2 separate regions of the Rattus norvegicus genome follow, and region 2 is linked to region 1. The links are chromatin contacts, called in public Hi-C maps. All regions are on one chromosome and are shown on one strand. Each heading gives the region's core, a stretch centred on a gene start, on an enhancer-like site or on the middle of the called end of the contact. The rest is flanking DNA. Distances are from core to core; before and after follow the strand shown.

What was found. A called contact is a pair of places that touch in the nucleus more often than the background predicts.
Region 2: a Hi-C map of Schwann cells shows a contact between it and region 1, with 12 times the contacts expected there. The contact joins two enhancer-like sites. A contact is called at or near these places in 9 of 12 Hi-C or Micro-C datasets (the A7r5 cell line, the Rat2 cell line, Schwann cells and 5 more).

Annotation. Positions count from the first base shown.
Region 1 is chr11:69,703,131-69,709,658 of GRCr8, reverse strand. Cfap44 (cilia and flagella associated protein 44) reads left to right here. Exons shown (of 35, transcript NM_001134590.2): 34 at 685-819; 35 at 2,051-3,940. The coding sequence ends at 2,242. It overlaps Boc (BOC cell adhesion associated, oncogene regulated), which reads right to left. Exons shown (of 19, transcript NM_001108317.2): 19 at 5,650-6,417. The coding sequence ends at 6,230. Among named protein-coding and RNA genes, the nearest start is that of Boc, 78 kb to the right of the region's middle. Within about 2 kb of position 3,503, at least 9 of the 93 cell types and tissues checked have an H3K27ac peak or open chromatin away from gene starts, as enhancers often do.
Region 2 is chr11:69,964,176-69,970,529 of GRCr8, reverse strand. Sidt1 (SID1 transmembrane family, member 1) reads right to left here. Exons shown (of 26, transcript NM_001100653.1): 26 at 5,153-6,354. Among named protein-coding and RNA genes, the nearest start is that of Usf3, 68 kb to the left of the region's middle. Within about 2 kb of position 3,604, at least 15 of the 93 cell types and tissues checked have an H3K27ac peak or open chromatin away from gene starts, as enhancers often do.

The DNA.
Region 1 (6,528 bases), core at 2,254-4,753:
CCTGCCTTACTTCTTTACTAGAGAAACGTGTCGATCTTGAAGAGCCACGTGATGCATTAAAGTGTACATTGCACCCATGACATGAATTCACGGTTCTCTGAGAATCCCCCCTTGCTCTACTTGATAGCTTTGGCCTCCTAGTCCAATTTGGAAATTAGAAAGCACATTTATGGCTTGGGGGTTGAGTCTCGGTGATGACAGTACTCAGCCCGTGCAAGGTCGTGGGTTCAATCCCCAGTCCCACTAATAAATTAGTTCTGTATAGTTCTGCGTATGTGCACAAACAAAAAAACAGTGCAGCTGTGGAGGTCAGAGGACAACTTACAGGAGTCGGCTCTCGCCTTCCACCGAGTGGATCTGATGATGGAAATCCAGTCAGCAGGCAGGGCAGCAAGCGCTTTCTCTTTAATCAAACCAGACCCCACACAATCGCTTCCGTTTACATTTTCATACTGGCTTTGGGTTGTGTTTTCATGTACATGCAAGAGTTCCCTTTGCCTGATTGGCTTTAAACTCGATTTTTCCTTCTCTAGTTTTAAGCATTGAACCCAAAACCTAATCTGAGTTTGAAAAACACTCTACTTTGAGCGATGTCCCCATAGTTTTGACCCAACTGGATGCTCGTTTTTCTTTAATTCCTCCCAAACTCACTCCTTCCGTTCTCCCCCCCTCCCTCCTCCGCAGGAAAAGATTGCTCAGGTGCGATGGGACCTGATGATGAAGACGAAGGAGCACACCAAAAAGCTTCACCAGATGAACGACCTGTGCCTCGAGAAGAAGAGACTTGATTCCAGGTTGAACACACTGCAGAACCAGCAGGTGAGTTCTCTTCCGTCCGGCCCCTGCAGAGTTCAAAGCCCAGCAAAGCACTGGTATTCCACAGGCCTTGGACCGCCTCCAGGCCATCTGCCCCTGGACATTGACTACTGGCCTCCTTAGAGCGGCTCCCAGAGGGTACTAGCTCTGTGTATGCCATGAGTGCGTATGAGTAGCCACCATACACTTTACCTCAGTCCTGGAGAGTGAGGTAACAGGCGCAAATAATGACACGGGTGGACTCCCTGGTTTTGGTTGGTGTCAGGGTCCATTTTCAACGTTTATTTTACTCGGCAGGAAGCTTGCTAGTTTTTTTGTTTGTTTGTTTGTTTTGTTTTTGTTTTTGTTTTTTTGTTTTTTTGAGGGTTTCAACTTGTCATTATGGAATCCATGTTGAGCCCGAGACTGTACTTACTACAGAGTATGTGATAGGTGGGACACTATTTAATAAACATTCACCAAAGTGAGCTTTGACCTTTGGTAGCCTGGCAGCTTCTATAGTGTCTGCCAAAATATCAGTTGTCTTTCTTAGTACACACACACACACACACACACACACACACACACACACACACACACCCTTTATATTTCCTGTAAGAATCCTGGGAATAATTTAAACGAAATGTTTTCAAATTAAGGTCCCCTGAGGAAGCATCTTCCTCCCGACGGGAGGGAATGCGTTTACAATGTAAAATGAGATTACAGGCAGAGAAAGGCACACGGGAGCTGGCATGTTTTCACTGTAATCGAAGTTTGTAGTCTTTATTTGTCCCAGGTTTCCAGCTAGGAATGGAGAAAGACAATACCCTAAGGCTCGTTGACGTTATGCACAGTTCATGGCTATCTTAGCATTTGTTCCTGAAATGTCTATGAAAAGAAGGTTGCCTCTACGCAGGCAACCTTCAGAGCAGATTTTAACTGTGCTAGAACTCTTGACTCTCGCTAGACTGCAGTGTGAAGGGCTCCTCTGGCATCGTAGGTCCCCCTAACTTGCCTTTGTGTCTTACCTGGGTCCCAGCAATGAGCCTCCAAGTGGAGAAGGATGGATAGACAGTGCAAATGACTTCCGAAGCAAGGTTGGATTTCAGAGTTGTTAAAAGGCACACGTTTTAAGGGTGAGACTTTAGCGGAGGAGTAAAAAGTGTCCGGAAGAGGCAGTTGCTGTTTAAATGGACTGTAAGGGAGATGGTTTGTTGGTTCGTTTGTTTTTTAATTTTCAATTTTCCCCAAATAGGGAAACGCCTTCCAGGGCCCCCGGAAAGCAGATATAGTGGCAAAGCAGAAAGTCACTGAACTGGTCCAAACCCAGTCAGAAAAGATCTCCGCGTTAAAGGAAGAGATCGCGCTTTTGCGGAAGAAGGGGGGGCTCATCCTCCCTCCCATCACACCCATGCAAGAGAATGAAATGAGGCACATGGACGCTTAAGATTGCTGTCTTCTCATTTCCACCCAAGAGTTTCAGAGGAATTCACCAGTCTCCTTTCCCGTTGCCCACAACAATCCTCTTGCTTTAAAGCGAACCATAGTGAGATCTTCAAAAAAGACTCCTGAGCCGTGACTTAACGCTATTTCCCTAGGTTAGAAATCACCGAGACACTGACGTGTACTTAGGACTGTGCTGAGTAATGTGTTTTCACCCTAAGCTAAGTATGAAGAAGGCCGAATCTCATAGCTGCAAGAAGGCCGCGGTTAGACGTGTTTCCAGAAAAATATCTGTTTTCTCCGGTATTCCGAATCTGTAGCCTTTGGCAAGGAAAACTATTATTCAGCAACCCATGAAGAAACTTCCTTCCTTAGTCCTTGGATCTTTAGAAAATAAACTGTGTTAAATAGTCTGCGAAAGGACATGAGAGAGAGAAAAAGCAAACCATCCTGCCAATAATAACTTAGAGTAAGAAACACAAATCTGAACGTTGCTATTGTTGACTTCATAAAGCAGTCAACATAAAGAGGGCTCAGGACTGAGGAAAAACACAGACAGACACAGCAAAACAGCTTGGGTTGGCAGAGGCCGCTCCCTGATTTACCCAGTTTCGGAAAACGCCTCAGTTCTGAGGTTCACATTTTCCAAAACAAGTCAGTCAGGGAAGCTTTGCTCTAGTTAGGCCCTTTGTGACTCCATCAGAACTCTGCCTTCTGCCAGGCTTCACCTGAGTCATTACTGGTTCTGATCCAGTACTTTTATCTGTTGGAGGTCTAACTCTAACAGCCACTTTTGACTACGTGTGACATTTTGAACTCAAGAATGTACTTTCTGACTCAGAGAAGGATTTATTGAAATTCATGGCTGCACCCCTCACAGATTGATCTCCCTGACACTTGGTGTCCTTCCAGCAGTGACACTTTGGCTTCCCAGGTGGACTGTCTGCATCTGTACCAGAAAGAAAGCTCTGCTGTGGCCGAGGCTGTGCTGGAGAGCCCTTACGAGTTTCTGGACTGCACATCTGTGAACACAATTGGCAGCGATGCAGATCGACACATCTGTGACTTTCCACACAGTGTCAGAATGCATTGAACAAAAATACAGTCCCAAGGCACATCAGCTCTCTTGGCAGCAATTTACAGAGTAGCCCAAGTTCCCCCACCGTTGGCTATTGTTATTTGTAACGTTTGACTGCACTCTTGATCACAGATCACAGGTTACATTTCGCACAGTAAAATGTCATCTGTGTGAGTACGTGTATCTATAAATGGCTACAAGGAAGTTCCAGGCCACAGAGCTCAGAGAGGCCTTACCAGGGGAAGCAAGGGAGCTGATACCGATGCACTCATTTAAAACGGTTAAATGCTATAGACGCCAGTTGGAAGCCAAGCCCAGATGAACCAGGCCACACGATTCAGCCCAGTTAGCTCTCTGGGAGCAAAGCTGGGGTTTGACCCCAGCTGCAGAAATGCTGGGCTCAAGGCCGGGTCCAGATGGACCGACGGCAGCATCATAGTAGAAGCCTCCAGAATGCTTGTATGTCGGTAATCTCTAGCACACTTTCTGGGGGTCAGATGACTGGCTAAAGGCTGTTCCCCCACAGTGTTAGATGTTAGTGTTATGGTGTTCATGTGACAGTTAAGGTGTATTGCGTATGTTATTGGGCCTGTTTCTTTTTCTGATATAATTCTAACACACCCATGTGTCTGCATGTTCCCTGTCTACTTGGCTAGTTGGTAGGTAGTACCGTCTTACTTGAAAAAATGACCAAACCCTGACCCATGGTCCATGTCGGACATGGTAGCAGTGTCTGCATCATACAAACACAGCGTGAAGAATCTGCGTCTGGATTTGTACGGTTCTTGTTGGTGGGGGGAGGGGGCGGGGCGCAGACTAAAGGGCAAGGCCACCCAAAAAGCAATTAGCCATTGCTTCATACATTATGGAGTGGATTGAGGTAACCTGGTCTCTACACTCAGCTATGCATGCTTTCACTAATGAAAGTGAACAGGTGCTAATCATAGCCTTCATTGCTCACTAATGCACAAAAAGTTGCCTCGAAACTTAGCTTTAAAAACAAGTTATCGCACTAGAGGATAGAGGTTTGTGGGGCTCAGGGATCTGATTAGCAAACCTGGTAACCAGGATCTTAGGAAGCCTGGGCAACTCCTTTGGTGTCTGACTGTTCCGGAAGAGTTCAGGAAGTAGGTTGCCTATAAGTGGCATTCCCCAAAACCCACTTTGACAATTCCTTTAGATCATGGAGAAGAGGCAAAATTAGGCTTTAAAAAAAAGTTTCCAACAGTCTGTCGAGTGAACTACAGCTCAGATTTGAGGTGCATAAACAAAGACTGGAAACAATTGCTCTGCCCATTCCTCTCCTGGAAGTGACCATTAAAAGGCTTCGATCCCCGTGTTTGAAATCACATATCTTACTTCTTCTCGGCCAGGATTAGATCTCATGCTCCTAATTTCCATGTTCCTTACACTTATTTCTATAAATGCTTTAAAAGCACTGCCTTCCTGAAAATCGTGCTGCATTTTGAGCACAGTTCTTGTTCACATCAGCTGCCTTCTGTAGAAACCGGACAACACAAGTCTAAAGAGGCTGTGTGCAGTACTCATTCAGGCCAGCAGATGGTGGACTCATCCCAGTCTACCTTAGATCCTGTTTCTCAACTTCACAGAGTAAAAGCTGGCTGATACAACTCTTAATAAGATTAAATGTGCCAGGCTGAATTTCAACTCTTCATTTTCCTGAAATATACAATCCCTCCTCGCACAATGCATACGCAAAATGTGTGAAGATTTGCATTAAAATTTTCAGTTTCTAATTAAGTCTAGCCACACAAAGGTTTTAAGTTCTCTCTCTCTCACACATGCACGCATGCACGTACACACACACACACACACACACACACACACACACACACACACACACACACACACACACACACACACACCCTATTGATGATGTTGGTTTGAAATGGGACAACTCCTCCAGCAATGGTAACTTTAGAATGAAGGGAACCTATTAAGGACCACATGTTAATGGGGTAGCATAGCACTATGTGTTTTAGAGGCAATATTTGGTCTTTTAACACACACACACCTACACAAGAAGAATTAGCTTCATTCCTTCAACGTGGCAGATGCTTACCTCCTGTCCAGCAACAGAACAGTGAATTTGCCTCCCATCTGTGTACTCCTTCTTGGAGTAAACAGTTTGTGATGTCATGTTACATGAATCCAAACCCAGTGTTCATTGTTTAAAAAGACAAAGAAATATGAAAAACATCTGCTACTGTTTCCCGATTTTATCACTTGATGGATTGGAAATCGTCTGGAGCAGTTCTTTAGCTACTGGAAGACGGGACTCCCGACGGCTAAAGAAAACGCTGACTCATGCGTGACTATGATGAAGATTACAGGGAAGACTAAACATTTATTTAGAAGTTACAGTGTTTGTTTTTACAGAGATATGTTGCCACCGATTATTGGTTCTGGGAGACTGTTAATGCTTAGAGTGCTGTACACATCTGGGGTTTTTCTCGTGACATCTCGGAAACCTGTCCTATGCCACCAAACCTGAGTGGCTTCCGGGTGGTGTCAGTCTGCAGCACCATGGCTTTTGCTTTATCCCTTGCGTTCTTCCTGAACAGTGTGCTTAGGGTCCTTCCGCCAACTCGACTGCAGCTTCTGAGGCCTCCCGGAGCCCCTGGAGCTGCTGGTTCTGTGGTCCATCTGCAGCCTGACTATCTATGACACTCACTTCCACTGGTCTCCAGCTACTCAGCTGTTTGTTTTCTGTCTTGTGCCAGAACGGGGAGGATTCCATATCTCTCCAGAATTATAGAAACACATATACATTTATTTACAAGTACATAAATATATAAATATGGCTATAATAGAAAAATAAATACCAATTTTTCTCTGTCAACAAACAAACAAACATATAATATATAGTCTTTCGGGCATATTGGCGTCGGCCTAAATTGTGGGAGGTGGTGTTTCAAAGGACACATGAACTGATGGGCTGGGAGAGAGGCGCACCCCAAGTTCTTGTCCTGTGTAGGTCCCTGAAGGGTGCTGGGGACAGCAGTCTCCTCCACCCACTTGGCAGGAGTCAGAACTGTCTACCTCTTCAACTGGTACAAGACCTAAACAACACCGGGGTCCTGTGAAGAGGAAAAAGAAGACATTAAAATCTAGACTCATCAAACAGTCCTGAGCTAATCTCTACCTACAGCTGGTCACACTGGCCCTAGAAGGGGAGAACCCTTACTAAT
Region 2 (6,354 bases), core at 2,355-4,854, 260 kb before region 1:
ACCCACACCCCAATGGTCCCCAAAAAACATCTCTCCTAAACAGCAGTTACTAAAGGCTGACATTGTCTGCGTCAGCAGTGCTTGGTCTCTCAGGCAGTCCTCAATTTTGTCCTCCTGCAGGAGATTCCTTAGGGCTTCCAGACCCCCTACCATTTATCAGAGGCAGCCCTGACGGTCCTCCTACAGCAGCCCACATAAAAGAACATCAAAGAAGGAACACTTTGCTTTTGCCTGCCCCTTTCACTCTCACTGGCAAGTTCATCTGTCTTATTCCTGGGGCGTTTCTTCCCTGGTGTTAGAACCCATTTCTTTGGAATTCTGATGTAGACTGAAGACTTTCTAAGGCTATTCCAGGATTCCAGCTCCATATTTTGTCAATGTTGGAACACCTGGATCATATCCTATAAGCCACCCTAATAAATCACACACACACACACACACACACACACACACACACACACACACACACACACACCTCTGTGCATGTATTCTATCCAATTTGCTCCTTTTGAGAACCCTGTCTAATACACCTACCTTCTTGTTCAAAGCCACTTTTCACATTTAAAACTTTTAGGAATGTCTTAGGCTGAAATCTTACCAGTGTTCCTCTCCCTTTGCAGTCAGAAAAAAAGTGCATTTAGCTAAGGTGTTATGCCTGTAATTCAGAACTAGGTAAAAGCCAGGAGGACATGAGTCGAAGACTAGACTGGGCTACATCATGAGAACTTTTAATGGAGTGGGGGAAAAAGGAAAGAAAGAAAAACAACCCATGACTGAACCAACATTCAACCGTGTCTCCAGTCATCTTCCAGCTCAGTTTGTTATTTTCCTTCTCTGTAGCATTCCATTCACATTCTTTTTATATTTTTCTAAAACTTGAAAGTCAACTGGAATTTCTCAGGCATATTTGGGGCCATTTTAGTGCACACTTTATGTCTTTAAGGTTTCCCATTCTTTAAAATCTCCCTTCATCTTCTGTCCATCCACCCCACCCCAGCACCACAGGATCTCAACATGTAGCTAAGAATGGCCCCCACAGGTTCAGATATTTGAGTGCTTAGTCACCATGTATTGGCACCATTTGAAAGGATTAGAAGGATTACGAGGTGGGGTCTTGTTGGAGGAAGTGTGTCATTAGGGGTGGGCTTTCCAGGCCCAGCGTCTGTTTCCCTTCCCTGCGTCTCTGCCTGTGGAGCCAAACGTAGCTCTCAGCTACTGCCCCAGTACCTACCTGCTACCATGCTCCCTGCCATGATGACAATGGACTAAACCTCTGAAACTGGAAGCCAGCCCCCAGTTAAATGCTTTCTCTTATAAGAATTGGTTATTATGTCTCTTCACAGCAACAGAACAGTGACTGAGACAAATGCTAAAAAGTCTATGAAGCAACTCTATTCTTTTACTGTTTGCTTGCTTATAATAAACACATGGTAATAATTTGTTTCTATTCTGTCTTCTCTTCTGGATTGTAGAGCACAGGATATAAAAGCATTTATGTCTTTGGTCCCTTGCTATGCCCTGGTTCTTTCCACTGCCCTGTCCAAACATCTCCCAGTTATTGAGTGAAGCGAATAGAGGAGTAGTAGGAAGAGAATAAAGGACAATGTACCCCCTAAAAAGAAGATTACTCCACAAGTTGTCCTGTGCTTGAGAAGCAGAGCAAACAAGACTGAACCCACCCTCTTCATGGAAGAGGCCTTGCTCTTTCAAACTTTGCATAAGCAATATAAGAAATCCACAAAATGCACATTGGAGTCTTTCTGGAATGACAACATTTCATTATCCTAAAATAAGATACTTTGAATCATTTTAGATAACCTTTGTCTAAAAGACGGAACATTTTATTTACAAAGAATATCAAGATTTAGCATAAAGGGGCCCAGAGTAAGATATGTAGAACTGAATGCCAGATTTCCCTTTCCTTTTGTGATATACTTAGAGATGGGCCAGTCACCCTTTATTTAGCTCTTGACCAAAGTATAGTATTGCTTAAAGGCCAATGTGTTTCTATCCAGTGAAGCTGATGAGACTCGAGTCACAGAGACACAGAAGCCATAAGATATAGGATAGAGGTAAGGGCTTTCTCTTTTGAATGTATATGTATGTGTGTGGGGACAGGGTACACCATGTGGTACCAGAGACAGCCACCCACAGAGGTGTGAAGAGGGTGTCTGATCCCCCTGGATCTGGAGTTACAGATGGGTATAACACCGCACTGGTGTTGGATGTGACGATGCATTGTTATAAAAAACATCTCTTACATTCTAAGAGATGAACTTTTGCTGAAACTCACAACCAGAGTTAAAAGTACACTTGAGAGTTGCTTAAAACTAAATAGTTCTATCCTACTTCGTGCTTGGCCTGCCTGCCTTTCTGAGAACAACGTGACAACCAACCTCGTTTCCTTGAATTTTCCATGTAATCAGTCAGTTTCCACAACCTAAGCTAATGTAGAGCTATAATCTTACGTGATGCATTCTTCAATGCCCCAACCCAGAGTAACACGTGTGTGTGTGTGTGTGCATATTAGAGTGACAAGGGTTAGAAATTGCAAATAGGTTGAAAGCACCTTATAAAACAAATATCCACCATAAAAGACAACATTCAGATATTGCCTGATAGCATTTGTTCATTAGTTCAGTTGGGGTAAGTAACTTAATCTTGTAAAAACACTATTAAAGATTTCTATAGTAGTAGATGTCCATCCAATCTAAAACCCTTACTCTAGTGCTCTACTCTAGAAGCTCTGAGACGCTTGCTAAATTTGCCTGAGTTCATGTGTGTTAAGGATGGAGAACACTTTGCCTTGTTGACAATGGTGACTTAACAGGGAGGAGACATATAAACGTAGCCCTGGTATATATCTTATAATCTCTGAACAGCAAAAGCAAGCGAAGCAACAGGCCTACTTCTCTTCCATGTGGAATCATGGCGAGCAGGCTTGGCCAGCTCCAGGCTGAGCAAATCATCTGTACTCTATGTTCTTTCTTCCTTTTGCCAGGGGATGAGTCATGGGGACTGACTTGACAGTTGTCCTCCATTTCTAGGACCTTTTGGGGTACCTGAAAGGTTGGGGCTCCCTCCCTCCAGGCAGAGTCTCCAGCCTGCCTGCTACTGGGAGCCCTGGGTTGATGGGTAAAAGTGTGGGGTATGCTACACATAGCAGTCACCAGATTCCAGTGGTGTCAGCCACTCTCGAGGAGAAAACTGAAGCTTCTCTCCTTTGAGATGCAGGGTGGAAATGGAAGTAAGGAAGGCTGATGCTGTTTTCAGCTAGACTCTGCACTAAGCCCCAACCTTGGAGGCCATTAGCATTTTTCAGTTGGAATTAAGAGGAAAAAAAATGCAGTGGCAGATGGCAAGGAGGAGCCTAGGGATTGGAGAGGTGGTAATCTCGGCCTTACCTCTGAAGGTCAAGAGACCTCCCAACCCAAAGGGTCTCCTGCTCTCCCGCAGATGAGGGCAGGGAACACAGCGACTGGCATGGAGGATTGAGAAGAGAACCGGGACATTTGAAGGCTTTGTTATTGTCCCACATCCCTGTGGGTGGTTAGAAAGTGGGACCTGAGGGCCAGCTTTGTGCTGGCATCACACATTCCTGGGCCCTTAGCGTTCTGTGAGCTGGTGGGCTGTGCTGTGGCACTACACAGAGGATCAAAGGTTCGGCAGCTTGACTGAGGTCACACAGCCGGTAGGCTGACATTCACAGACTGAAGGCCTGACTCTGTGACCTCCCTTAGACTTAACTGTTGCTTTCACAAAGGTGTCTCTTCACCGCTGCCTTTCCCCACAGTTTCAGACAGACAGAGTGCCTGTCATTCGGAAGGAGAAACATTTGGGTATTATTTGATTTGCTGACACGTGCATTTTGCAAACCCACAAAACATTCTCCAGGCTGCCTGGAGTTACCAGGGAAGCAGCTGCAACTGTTTTCATTCCCAGTTGCTGGCTCAGGGATCGCCTTTAGTCATGGAAAGTCCCTTCCCCAGATAGACTCCAGTTTTCCATTGGCTTCTCTTGCTGCTAAAATAAAACCCCACGAATCTCTCAGGCATCCAGCGTGAACAGGTGCAGCTGCCGCCCCGGCGTTTGTCAGAGGTGGGGAGATCTCGTATTTTACAGACACAGTCTCTCTCCTCTGGCTGTTGCATCTCTGTTCCCTTCCAACTGAGAAGCTCTCTTTCCTTCTGAGAGTCCTCAGCCAAGAGTCTCCACACTTCACTCCCTCTCTCTGCTACCTGCCTGCTGCCCTGCGCCTTCAGAGGTAGCTTGCCTCTGCCTTTAAGAGGCAAAGGGCATGAACTTGACAGAGAGTTAGCTCAGGCATCGTTTTTAGATCCTGAGGTTCCTTCCGTGCTTCTCCTCTACCTCAGCACTGACGCTAAGGTCCCACACAAAGCTCACTAACCTCCAACCACAAGATCTGTGCAGTACAAAGAACCAGCAACATGTGACTTGGAAGGTCTATTTTTAAAAGCAGGTTTGATCTGGGGTGTTTTCGCCTGCTCCAAAGAACAGAAATGACCAGGACATTTGATATCACAGCACAGGACACAACGGAGCACAGAGATACAGAGGCACAGTCGCCCTCCTTCCTTCCCTCCCCATGGACCCTTTCTATTTTCCTGTTTTCACTGACTCTCTGCCCCCAAACAAACTTCCAAAGCAGATAAGTTATCTTTCTATTTATCTGCTCAGGCCCCGGAACTGTGTGGATGGTCTTTGCTGTACAGTTTCCTTATTGGGTCCATTTAGAACGTGAAACCAGAAGGACCGCTTTGAAAGAAGCAGTTCAAGTCAGCCATCAGCAACCAGATTTGAACATTTTCTCTGCTGCTTGTTTGTTTTGCTTTGAGACAGGGTCTCACTGTACAGCCCTAGCTGGCCTGGAGCTCACTTTGTAGGCCAGACTGGTCTTGAACTCATAGGCTCACCTCCTTCTGCCTGTGCTGGGATTAAGGTGATGAGCCACAAAACTCGGCTTGTTTGGAACTTTTTTTTTTTTTTTTTAAGATGCTTGGCTAGGACAACCATCTGATTGATAGCCTTCATGTGACCCAGGGAGGCCAACAAGTTTTGAAATAATGAAGAATAACAGGAAACAGATTGCAAACATGAGACCATTTTGGAAAGGAAAAAACACACAAAACTATTCATGGAGATTATCTTTGCATTTTTAAAACCAGGAAAAGCTTGCTGTTCAAACTTCCAAAGCACATATTTGGACACAGATATTTGAGAGAAAGAATGATAGTTCTTTTTTAAAAAAGAGGAATGTCTGATCCATTTCCTTACTAAATGTTCAAGAAAGCACAGGCGAGAAGTGACTTCAATATCACAAGCAAGTAGGCATGGGTGCACACACTTGTGTGTCTATTTTCTGATGATGTCATACTCTACACAACTGGGAGGCCTGGTCAGAATAGGGGTGTGCCAGATGGCACAAGAGAAGAAAGCTGGAACATTGCGCTTTTCTACATCCTCCTGGGGGCAGTGTGAAAATGGGATACAGTCAGAGGTGACTGGATAGACGCAACCTCTGTGACTCATGTGTCCATCCTGAGTTACTGCTGAAAACTTCAGGCAGGTCGCCTGGAACCCTGATCTACATAAGCGACAGACAGGTTCAGTTGTGGAGGACACCGGAGTAATACTGCTGGGGAACACTTATGTCCACGAAAAGGCTGTATGGGCACAGGCTGAGCTGTGTGTCTGGGGACCACCAAACACTGTTGCTTTGTTGAATTTGCTCCAGGATAAAAGTCATTTAGGTGAATGCTGTCTGTCCGATGCTTGGCCACTAAGCACTGTCCATCACTTTTGTTGTAGAAAGCATTTTCTCTATTTGTGTCCATCTTGGAGCTGTTAGAAGTCTATGGAGAAAGAGGGGCCTTCTAGGGAGGCAGTAGTAGAGTGCAGAGTCAACCTCCAATGGTGAGATGAAGACATTAAGAAACGGGCCCAACCAAGGTGATCTGTTCAGAAGTATCCCACCCAGAGCATTTCCAGTGGTGCCAGGAATTCAGCTTTCCTTCTGATGAGGTGACCTAACTCGAGTTAGTAGAATGTCTGTCCCCAGTTGGGTGGGGACTTGGTCCCACTTCTGCACCATATTCTGAGGAATCCAGTCATCTGAGGGTCAGGGGAGAATGAGAATGAGATGGTGCTTTGGCCTTCTATAGCAGCAGGTGTCTCAGAGGTGTGGAAGTGGCCACACTGAAGGATCGAGGTGGGAGGTGGGAGGAGCTGGTTTCTCTGGCCAAGGTCAGTGAGGATGGGCTGGCCTGATGCACCTTGTGTTCTAGACTGAACTCTAAGCCACAAAGAGAGGTTCTGCAGCCACCCAGCTTTGTC